Linked DNA regions of Sus scrofa: region 2 is linked to region 1. The links are chromatin contacts, called in public Hi-C maps. All regions are on one chromosome and are shown on one strand. The core of a region is the stretch at or near the end of the contact, and the rest is flanking DNA. Distances in the headings are between cores, read along the strand shown. Region 1 holds the start of ID4 (inhibitor of DNA binding 4, HLH protein). Region 2 holds the start of LOC106504335.

What was found. Hi-C and Micro-C count contacts between places; a contact is called where the count stands out from the background.
Region 2: a Hi-C map of embryonic fibroblasts shows a contact between it and region 1, with 1.8 times the contacts expected there. The contact joins the promoter of LOC106504335 here to the promoter of ID4 in region 1. A contact is called at or near these places in 4 of 47 Hi-C or Micro-C datasets (brain, embryonic fibroblasts and fibroblasts).

Annotation. Positions count from the first base shown.
Region 1 is chr7:15,280,022-15,284,922 of Sscrofa11.1, reverse strand. ID4 (inhibitor of DNA binding 4, HLH protein) reads right to left here and starts at 2,967. Exons shown (of 2, transcript NM_001123130.1): 1 at 2,527-2,967; 2 at 2,098-2,142. The coding sequence starts at 2,967. The coding sequence ends at 2,098.
Region 2 is chr7:15,472,443-15,477,343 of Sscrofa11.1, reverse strand. It overlaps LOC106504335, which reads right to left and starts at 3,001. Exons shown (of 6, transcript XM_021100243.1): 1 at 2,153-3,001. The coding sequence starts at 2,269.

The DNA.
Region 1 (4,901 bases), core at 1,718-4,217:
AAGGTTTTGAAGAAATGAGACCAGAAATCACAGTACAAGACAGAGAAGTCTACTTTAATATTCACATGTAAAAGTTACACATCACAAGAGATTGGACAGTAGTTTAGCGGTTAACTAACATAGCTATAGTGAAAATCATTTTTATAAAAAAATAATCTAGATGCGGTCATTAGAATTTTTGGTCTACTTAATGTTTGAAGATCGACTTTTATCCCTGCTTGAAGGATTTGCCATTATGCCTTTTAAATTTTTTCTCCCACTGCTGCCTATTAATATTCTTTGGAGGAAGGAAAGCAGAAAGTGTTCATTTCCAAGAGTTTGTCCTTTGGTAGCAAGCAGAGAACATTTTTCATTTCTATGATTTAAATAATCTGTACAGACATGAAACTTAGTGACATTAAGCTTTAGTGTAAAATGAAGAATGATAAGTACTTTTTTCACTTTGATAAAACAGCAGATTTCATTAACTCATAGGATCCAAGCATTTCCCCACCCTATATGCAAAATCATTCAGAATCCATTTTGACCTCACTTAAAAAACAAAAAACAAACACTTACTCTTTATATATTACACTATCAGACCCTGTACTTAGAAACTGATAAAGCATATTTTCAACATGTACGCTTCACATACAAAGATTTCAATCTAGGTTAAAGAAAACACATTTGAGTGGACTCAGAACAAGTTTATTGTGTGATTAAACATCTCATGCAGTCATGCAGGACCACTAGCTATAACTGTTACTTCCGAGTCTACAGGACGCTGGGCAAAACAAAAACAAATTAAAAAGCCAGGCCAAACAAAAAGACATTCAAGATATCAAGACCTCTTCAATTGAGCTGAAAAATAATTTTCCAAAAGAAATATTCCCATAGATTAAAAAAAACACACACATAATATTTACAAAAAATATTTAATTAAAAATATCTTATAATTACAGTAGTCTATTAAAGCATATACTTTCTCACACTTATAGAACATCTCTATATATACATGGTATGAAATGTCACTCAGTTATCTATACAATATGTAACATTCTTGCAGGGAAAAGAAAGTGTCCTGCCCCCTTATAATCATCTATTTTAAACAATAGATGTCAAAAAAAAAAATATCTACAATGCTCTGGTATATTAGTAAAGCTTCAAAACAAAAATTGAGCTCCTTGGTCACAAAGTAGGTTTCTAAAGTCAGATTTACTCGTGATCTTCTATTTATCAGTCCGGTCACACTTAATCTTAAAAGTTTAACTGCACCTCCAAAAAACACGGAAATGTACAATTCACAGCGGTTATAAATGAAAAGATAAAAGAGAATATGTATGTAGAATGTTTATGAACGTGCAAAACAAAACAAAAAAAGATGAAAGTTTTATTTTTCTTCCCTCATCTCTCTCTTGGAATGACGAATGAAACGTTTCTAGGATTTGCTGATATTTTTTTTTCCTTTCCTCCGGTGGCTTTTTCTCTAACTTCTGCTCTTCCCCCTCCCTCTCTAGTGCTCCTGGCTCGGGCTCAGGCGGCCGCACACCTGTGGAAAAGGAATGAATAGAGGGGGTGTGTGAACCTTCCCGCTGCAGACTAACTGGCGCCACCGACCAAATTCAAGACATGCTTGATCAACAACCCAAAACAAACTACCAGGTCAGACTACACCCGCAGCCCGCCGCTCGGCCAGGCGCCGAGCAGGCAGCTGCGGGCCCCGGGGAAGCCCGGATAGGGGATCCACTCCCTAGCCCTGCCTGCTTCGGGGGTGTCAGGCTGCGCAAGGGGACATCGGGCACGATGCCCAAGAGGATACCCTCCCTTGGTGGAGAGAAGGGCAGTTAGGTCACTGGGGGCGGCATGAGGGCGTTGGGGACAGGAGCTGATCGGTCACCATTTAGAGTGAAGCCCGAGTTACTAAAGCTAAGTATGGGTCCACTTACTCTCTGGGTGACAGGGAGAGAGAAGGGGTGTCCGCCTCCCGGGCTCTCTGCTTTCAGAAATGCGGGGAGCAAAGAACAGTGTTGTGCCTGGTACTGGAAGGCCCTGGGGACAGGCGTCTCCGGTGACCTGACACTCGAGAGGGGAAACGCGCGCTCACCTGGAAAGCGCGGCTCAGCGGCACAGAATGCTGTCGCCCTGCTTGTTCACCGCGCCGGCCTGGAACAGCAACGGAACACCGAGGGAAAGGTTAGCAGGCGCGAACATCTCACTCGTCACGGTCCTCGGTTTGTTCTCGGAACGCAGGCGGGCCCGCAGACGCCCCCGCCCCAGCCTGCAGCCGGGGGACGCCCCCTCCCCCGGGCACAGACTGGACTTGACAGCCCAGGATGCGCACAGCCGTAGTCCGGCCCCGCACGTTCACCCGTCTCTCTTCGCCGAGACGGCGGCTGGCCGCCCCCGGGTGCCAGGAGGACAGGAGGGCGCAACTGCCATGCTCGGCAGCCCCTGCCCGGAGGAGGGGAGCGCCCGCGTCCGACCACCCTACCACCGCCCTCCTGGATCCCCTCGGATTCTGCCCGGGGCCGGCACTCGGCCTCTCACCGGGTCAGTGTTGAGCGCCGTGAGCGGGGTCCGCGGCGGTGCAGCTGGACAGGTCCCGGCTGGGTGGTGCGGCGGCGCCGGCGGTGGCGGCTGCCTCAGCAGAGCCGGGTGCGTCTCCAGCGCCAGCTGCAGGTCCAGGATGTAGTCGATAACGTGCTGCAGGATCTCCACTTTGCTGACTTTCTTGTTGGGCGGGATGGTGGGCACCAGCCTCCGCAGGCGGCTGTAGCAGTCGTTCATATCGCACTGCAGGCACAGCGCTGGCTCGTCGGCCGCCGCCTCGGCCGCCTTGCAGCGAGCTGCCGCCGCCGCGGCCGCCGCGGCCGCCGAGCCGCCCAGGCTGTGGCCGTGCTCGGCCAGGCAGCGCAGCGCCAGCTCCCCGCCACCGCAGCCCGACGGCGCCTTACGGCCCGAGGGGCGCACCGGGCTCACCGCCTTCATCGCGCGCGCCCTGCGTTCTGAGCGAGCGGACCCGCTGGGGCGAGCGAGGGAGGCAGGCAAGGTCCGGGCCCCCACCCGCGGCCGGCTCCGCTCCCCTTGCCTCCGCGCCCGGTGCGCTCGGTCAGCGCTCGGGGCACCGCGAAGCTCCCGGCGATCCCGCGCCCAACAATTGACGGGAGGGTCGCTCTGCGTTTTGCGAGGGGATCTCTGCTCTGTGGGCCGGGACCAAAAGGCAAGAAAAATCAAAAGCACCGGAAGGAAAGCAGCCCACCCGGTTCCCTAGTCACTTCCTTTCGGACCTCCGACTACAGCCCGGTCGCCGCCGCGCTCCCTCTGGCCCGAGGTTTCCCCACTCCCGGAACCGACTCACAACCGCGCCTCCTCTACGCTCTTGCTGGGCCCGCCGCGCAGCTGCATTTATAAGCCGCGCGCCCTGGAGGCGGGGCCAGAGCGTTGGCCGGGTCGCCGAGCTAGCGGCGCGGAGCCTGGCTGGGCTCGCAGGCGGGTGCGCAGAGGGGGGCGGCGAGGGCGGGGGCTCCGGGCGGTGCTGCGGAGCGGGGAGCCGGGCAACCCGAGTGGAGGGGTGGGCGGGGGGTCGGGAGTGGCCAGCCAATCAGGCGGACGGTGCCACCTCAGGGAATGACGCTCGGGCCAATGGGAAGGGCACTCCATTCCGTCAACGCTGTGGGTCGGGGCTCTGAGAAAAGAGAGCTGGGTGGGAGTTGGGCCAGGCTGGTGTGTGCCTTAGGGAGGGGAAAAGAGAGGGAGAAGTTCCTGCGAAGAACTGCGGGAATGTGCGGGTGGAATTCACTCTCCCCCTGCCTAGGCGTCTGAGGGAGCGCTGGGCCCTGCTCGAGGCTATCCCGCCACTCCTAAGGGTGCGGCGCCCAGGGACCCTCCGCCACCCATCACTCCATCTCTGGGATTCCAGTGCCTTAAGAAGGACGTTGTTCCAGAAGGCACGTTTGTTCTCTTCTGTATTCTCACCCCTCCGTTTCATTATTCGCCTTTTCACGATTGCTGAAACCATAATGATGGAATGGAATGCGTAGCCTTTCCGTTCCTGTTTTTAAGACGTTAAAGCTTAACAAAAAAAGAAAGAAAGAAAGAAGGCCGGTCGCAGATTTTGGATGAAGGGACATATACATAAAACCCGAAACGTAGGGTTTTTCTTTAACCCATCTAGACGCAAAAGTGGGCTCAAGAAATGCAATTGCCTTAAGCATTAAATTACAGCACGTAAATATTAAAAATGCATAGGCACGGAGTATTTAAAATTCCACCATGACATATAATATTAATCTGTTTTATGTAAAATTCATACCTGTAACTTAATGTAGGCCATTAGTGCACCGCTTCACGTATTAGCCAATGTACCCCGCCTTAAATTAGATACCGAGAATGCCCACAGTCCTCTCCTTTTGCAATAAAGCATTAAAATTCACACTTCCAGTCCCCGGAGTCTTGCTTGGGCCCCACCCTGCAGGAAAGTCTGCTAATTAAGGACGTCTCTGTGTTAGATTTCTAATGGGAAAGCTGTCCTTCAATGGTTCAAAACAAAATTGCACAGTGAACTTCGATAGGGCCTTGTGTGTACTCTGCAAGAAAAAAATTGAGCCCTTCAGATAAGTAATGAGCATAAAAACCCTCTGTCAGTAGGGACATGAATTTTGTGTGCCTTTACCCTGCAAACCTCCCACCTTCAGTCAAGCTGGAGATGAATTAACGTGAGAATTTTCTTAATTTGTGTACGCGATATGGATTGGTGCCTTCATTTTCATAATAGAAAGAAAGAGATATGGACCTCATTTCTTCCTGTCAACCCTCTCTACGGACACTCTCCCTTCCTTCCCAGAATTGAAATACCTGCATTAAGCAGGAATTTTGTTTAGCCACGTGGATACTTTATGACTCTTTCGCTGCTATTTCCCCAG
Region 2 (4,901 bases), core at 1,752-4,251, 190 kb before region 1:
AGAGGCAGGCTAGCTCACGGCAGGCAGCCCAGAGCCCACCTGGATCTGACGGAGCCTGAGTTTTTCAAAGTCACCCCACAACAAGCACCAGTATTTATTGTTTGCTTTCGCCCCCTGCTAAAAGTAAACAAGATGAAATTTTTTTTCTGAGCTTTAAACTAAAAAACCAAAAAAACAAAAAAACAAACAACTAAATAAACCACACACACACAGGCAGCCTGGCCTATTTTGTCTGAAGCTGACTCCATGGTATTAAGAAATATGTATACTATTTTTTTTTCCTCCTTTCTTGATACAGATTCCTTGCCTTGAATTGCTTCGAAGTTATTCACATACCCACGCAGGAAAATATGGAGAAATGGAAGCTACTCAATCTGTACCATTTATTTAGCACCTACTGTGTTCCTGGTATGGTGTAAGTTTTCTTAGTCCTGGTTCCACGGAAACCTCATCACAACCCTCTGTGGCAGGTCCTATTATTCCCATTTGGCAGAGGTTCAGTGAGTTTAGTTTGCTCAAGGTCATGGAGCTGGCATGTGGTGGCACTGATAACTGGTGTCTTCCGATTCTAAAGCTCACTCTCTTGTCACCACCCCAGGACCTCCCTTTCTCAGCTTCTATCCATCTGCAGGAGCGCCACGGTTGCCTGAAGACTTGTTTTGCCACCAAGGCTGGTAGAGTTTTGTCATTTGACAAGTTCTGGCAAATGAACTCAACGGGATGCTGTGCCCATTCGCTGCCAAGCTTTTAAAGGGAAGTGTGAGCAAAGCAGGTTGGCCATGTCTGGCTCTGGCAAGGGCGCTGCTGTGAGGGGGGCAAGTCAGGGCACCAGCCGTAGACAAGGGTTGAGGAGCCATTCCACTGCTCCAGCCATTGGGACCCTCCGGTGCCCCCACCCCCAACAGTATTTCTAGCATCTAGAGATTAGTAGGTGGCAGTCAGGGACAGTTCTCACTCTGGCTGATGCTGCTAGCTCTGACAGCTACGGGGTGCCTCAGTTTCCCCCATCAGCAGCCGTGTTGAAGGTTCGGGGGAGAGTCGGTGATCTTTCCAGATAGCCACTGCCAGATTCCCACTGTCAGAGGCTCACATAAGAGGCCTAGATTAATCTCAGGCCTGGGCCTCCCAGGTGGCAGCTGAGCCATCAAGCTGGCTGTGAAACGCCTTATTTTATTTTCTGCCTAACATCAGGCTGCAAATGAAAATACCTTTTCAACCCTAGTATTATTACCCCTATGGATGGCACCTTTAATGTGTGCTATTCATTGTTATAATGGCCGCACCTGTGTAGCACGCACACGTTAGAGCTGCAGCAGCTGCGGACTGTAATTGCTAAACATTATTTTCTGTTTCTCCCCTGAAAGCTCCTGTGTGCGCCTGCGTGTGTATCTAGGTCCCCAGAGTCTGTAACGACTCTGGTCCAAAGATTCCACCCCCTCCTTTTTAAAAGCATAAAGCAAAGCGTCAATATATTGCTAAACGCACGTTTCAGAAAAAGTCAGATACAACCCCCTCCCCCACGCACACGCTCGATAATGAGACTTCAGAGAGTAACCAGGGCGCTTGTGGTTTGTGGTGAGGCCCACATGCCCGCTGCTGCCGGGAGCAGTGGTCTTTACGGGCCTTGGCAAACGGGCCCTGCCGTGATTAATGCATTTGTTCCTCGCTACTCAGCCCCCAGGTGCCTGCAGGACAGTGAATCAATTTCGCACTTGCAGGCCCAGATTCTCACCCGCATCAAAGACATTTCTGTACCAAGGCCTTCCCCATTCAAAACGAGATTTCTAAGACGAACACCCCGCCCCCGCCCCATTTCCCACGTTCGTTCTTTCTCTTTGTGCTTTTCCGGGCAGTCACTCGAGGCCCCGTGCGAGGCTGCAGCCACTGAAACACTGCTGGTTCGCCTTGGAGGTGCCTTTCAAGTCAGCAGGCCAGCTCGTAATTTGAGATTTACACCGAGACAGGCAGTGACTGCATCCCTCGGTCTGTGCCCATCCTACCACCCCAGGGGACTTATCGGGACCCACAACCTGATCTGTGGCCTCGCAGGGGATATTTGCTGTGATTAGCTCAGCCACGGTCTGGGGACAACAAAAAGAGCCGCCGTCTGACTGTCGGTCAGACTTCTGCCTTTCTCCTTCCTTGCACTCACCTCCCTCACAAAGACGACCTCGCCACTGCCTCCAGCCCAGCGTGAGCGCACACGAAACAAGGGACTTCGTAGCACACGACTGTCGCTTTGGGTCGGGGTGACAGTGCTCCCAGCCATCTGGAAGAGAGGAGCAGAGGCCCGTCCACCCGCTGCACCCAAGACACGCTCAAGGCGCGAGAACAGGCCTCTTTCACGCCCTGGTGTATGTAGGGGCCGGGTTTATGCAGCTGAGCGGCATTGTCAATCAACACCAATCACATCCTCCTTATAGACTTTCTCGGAGCAACAGCATCCCTTTCCCCAACTCCTCTGCCAGGTGCCCTGTGAGATATTAGGATTATTGCGGACACCTGCAGTTATTGGGTGGCAACGAGCAAGAATGTGGGTCTTTCTGTTGTAGTCGCTCAGCTGAGAAAGAACCCTTCTAGATCTGCAGGCTTCTTCCTCTTAGCGGCTTCAACAGCAGGAAGATGACTTTCAGCCTTTTGGGGGTGGTGGCCTGTCCTGGATCAGTGAGCTGGTTCCTTCTTTGATTTTTTCTTTAGAGGGGCAAACACATAGGTGTTCAAATAAACAGCACGTCCATTCAGTTGCCTTATTTATTGACAACACGTTTGCTAGTGAGCACTGCCTAGTGGGGGAGTACTATAAAGACAAAAGGACACAAACATCCTTTAACTCATCAGGATATCAGTAGTGACGTTTCTTTTTTTATGTTTCAAATACATGACTTAGGAATACTAAACTCCATTGAAAAAATCAAATTCAAGATGATTTAGCCAGGCAAACTAGAACCCATTTTTGAAAGAGAACTGGGTATTAAGAGAAAAACTAAATAGAAAACCTAGATAATATAATAAAAATACACTAAATAATAAAAACTAAAAAACTGAGATTTACTCGCCTGTCTTCAAACCGTTAAGAGTTAAGGAGTCTGGGAATGAGATTGAAAAAATCTGGTAAACTTGGCGTGATTGATCGTTCCTTCTTTAGAGAATCTGCTTCATTGGTGAAATGGGCTTTCTGTTCCATTATGCATACAATTAGTGCTTTTATAGTGACTTGTTAAGTATATCAATGCCGTGCAGGCGTAATGACAGAAAAGAAAGGAAGTCGAAGCAAAATGTTCCGACTAACCCAGGTAGCTGAGTTTATATGCAGGCTGGATGGCAAGGTTGCAGTGACTGTCTGTTGTGTTTTTTTCCAGAAGGTGGCAACATTTCCTTAAGAATGTATAAGAAAACCGTCGCTACAGAAAATGACAGTTTATCGTTTATCTCTGGACACTGCGTTTTGTTCTCTTTTCAAAGGCACAGCACAAAACACATGGTCCTTCACACCCTTCCTGCCTGTTTATTCTCATCAGATTAAAGAATATCCTTCCTTCCTTTCTCTCTTTTCTTTCTTCCTTTCTCTCTCTCTTTCCTTTTCCTTTCTCTCTCCCTGCCACCCCCACCCCCGCAATGTACATTGTCAAGATTTTCAGGCTGAAATGAGTTTATGCTGAAATGAATTTCAGCTGACAATTTTAGGTAGTTAATCCTCCTATTTCACCTCATGTCCCAGAGAAGGGTTTTTTTTTTTTTTTTTCCTTTTCTTTTTTCTTTTTTTTGGGAGAGGGGCGTGTCTGTGTGAAGATCCGCCTTCATTTACAGCCATTGAGTCAGATACCCACTCACACCACGAGCAGCCCTTAACTTGCTGAAAACCCCAGGAAACTGTAAGCTAATTCTTTGCCATGATGACTCTTTGCTCTGTTTGGCTGCTTGCTTGTGTCTTCATACTTGCTCATGCTGAGATTTGGGAGCAAGACCAAGGTGAAGACATTTGTCTGAGGGAATAAAACCAAGCAATGGAGCAGGTTGTCCAAACACACAATCTGACTCCTGCCTGTGGTCCCATGTCTCACTGGCCAGTTGGGGACTGTCGTTCCAGGAACTGAAAATGCAGCTGTGTTCTTCTTCACCCCACCAGTCTCCACCTCGCCCCCTCTTTCAGTGTATTTTCATTGTAGGGGGTAAGTGTGGGGAGCACGGTGGATGTACACACACATCCATACACACAAATGGGTCTGGTTTAAAGTACCTTTGAAAACTGTTATTATTTCTGTTTCTGATCAACAATATCTCTTTCTGATAAGCTTCAAATTATTCCTGAATAGAAAAGAAAGTTGGAGTTAAAGTTGGTGTTAAATATTACTTAGCTGTGGGAATTCTCCAAATTGTCATAAAAGATTAACATTTTGAAATGTACTTGGAGTGATTCTTTGTGTTGTATAATCTTGTGACCTTGTCTTTCACGTTGGAAGAAGGGACAGTACATCCCTTACTAGCCAGTCGTCAGTCTCACTGTTCTCTGTCTCTGTCTCTCTCTCACACACACACACACACACACACACACACACACACACACACACACACGTTCCCAGTATGACGCGTCCTACAGCCTCTTAACTCTGGCCCAAGTAATCCAAATTCCCCTTGGCCAGAGAATAGGAAGTGGCTTCTAGAATATTCAGGTCCCTCCATCTGTTCCCCATGCCACACACAGGTGCCTTCCCACTCTTTCTTCCTGCTGCTACCCGCAGGGCTGCCTCTCTCTTGAACCGCAAAACCCTTCATCCTAAGGATGCTCCTCTCTCCATCCTGTCACCCCCGAATCCCTCCTGCCCTGTCTGGCCCTGCCTCACCACATAACCAATGATTCTATTCCCATTTCCTTCCTGGATGGATGGGGAGCACTCTTCTGG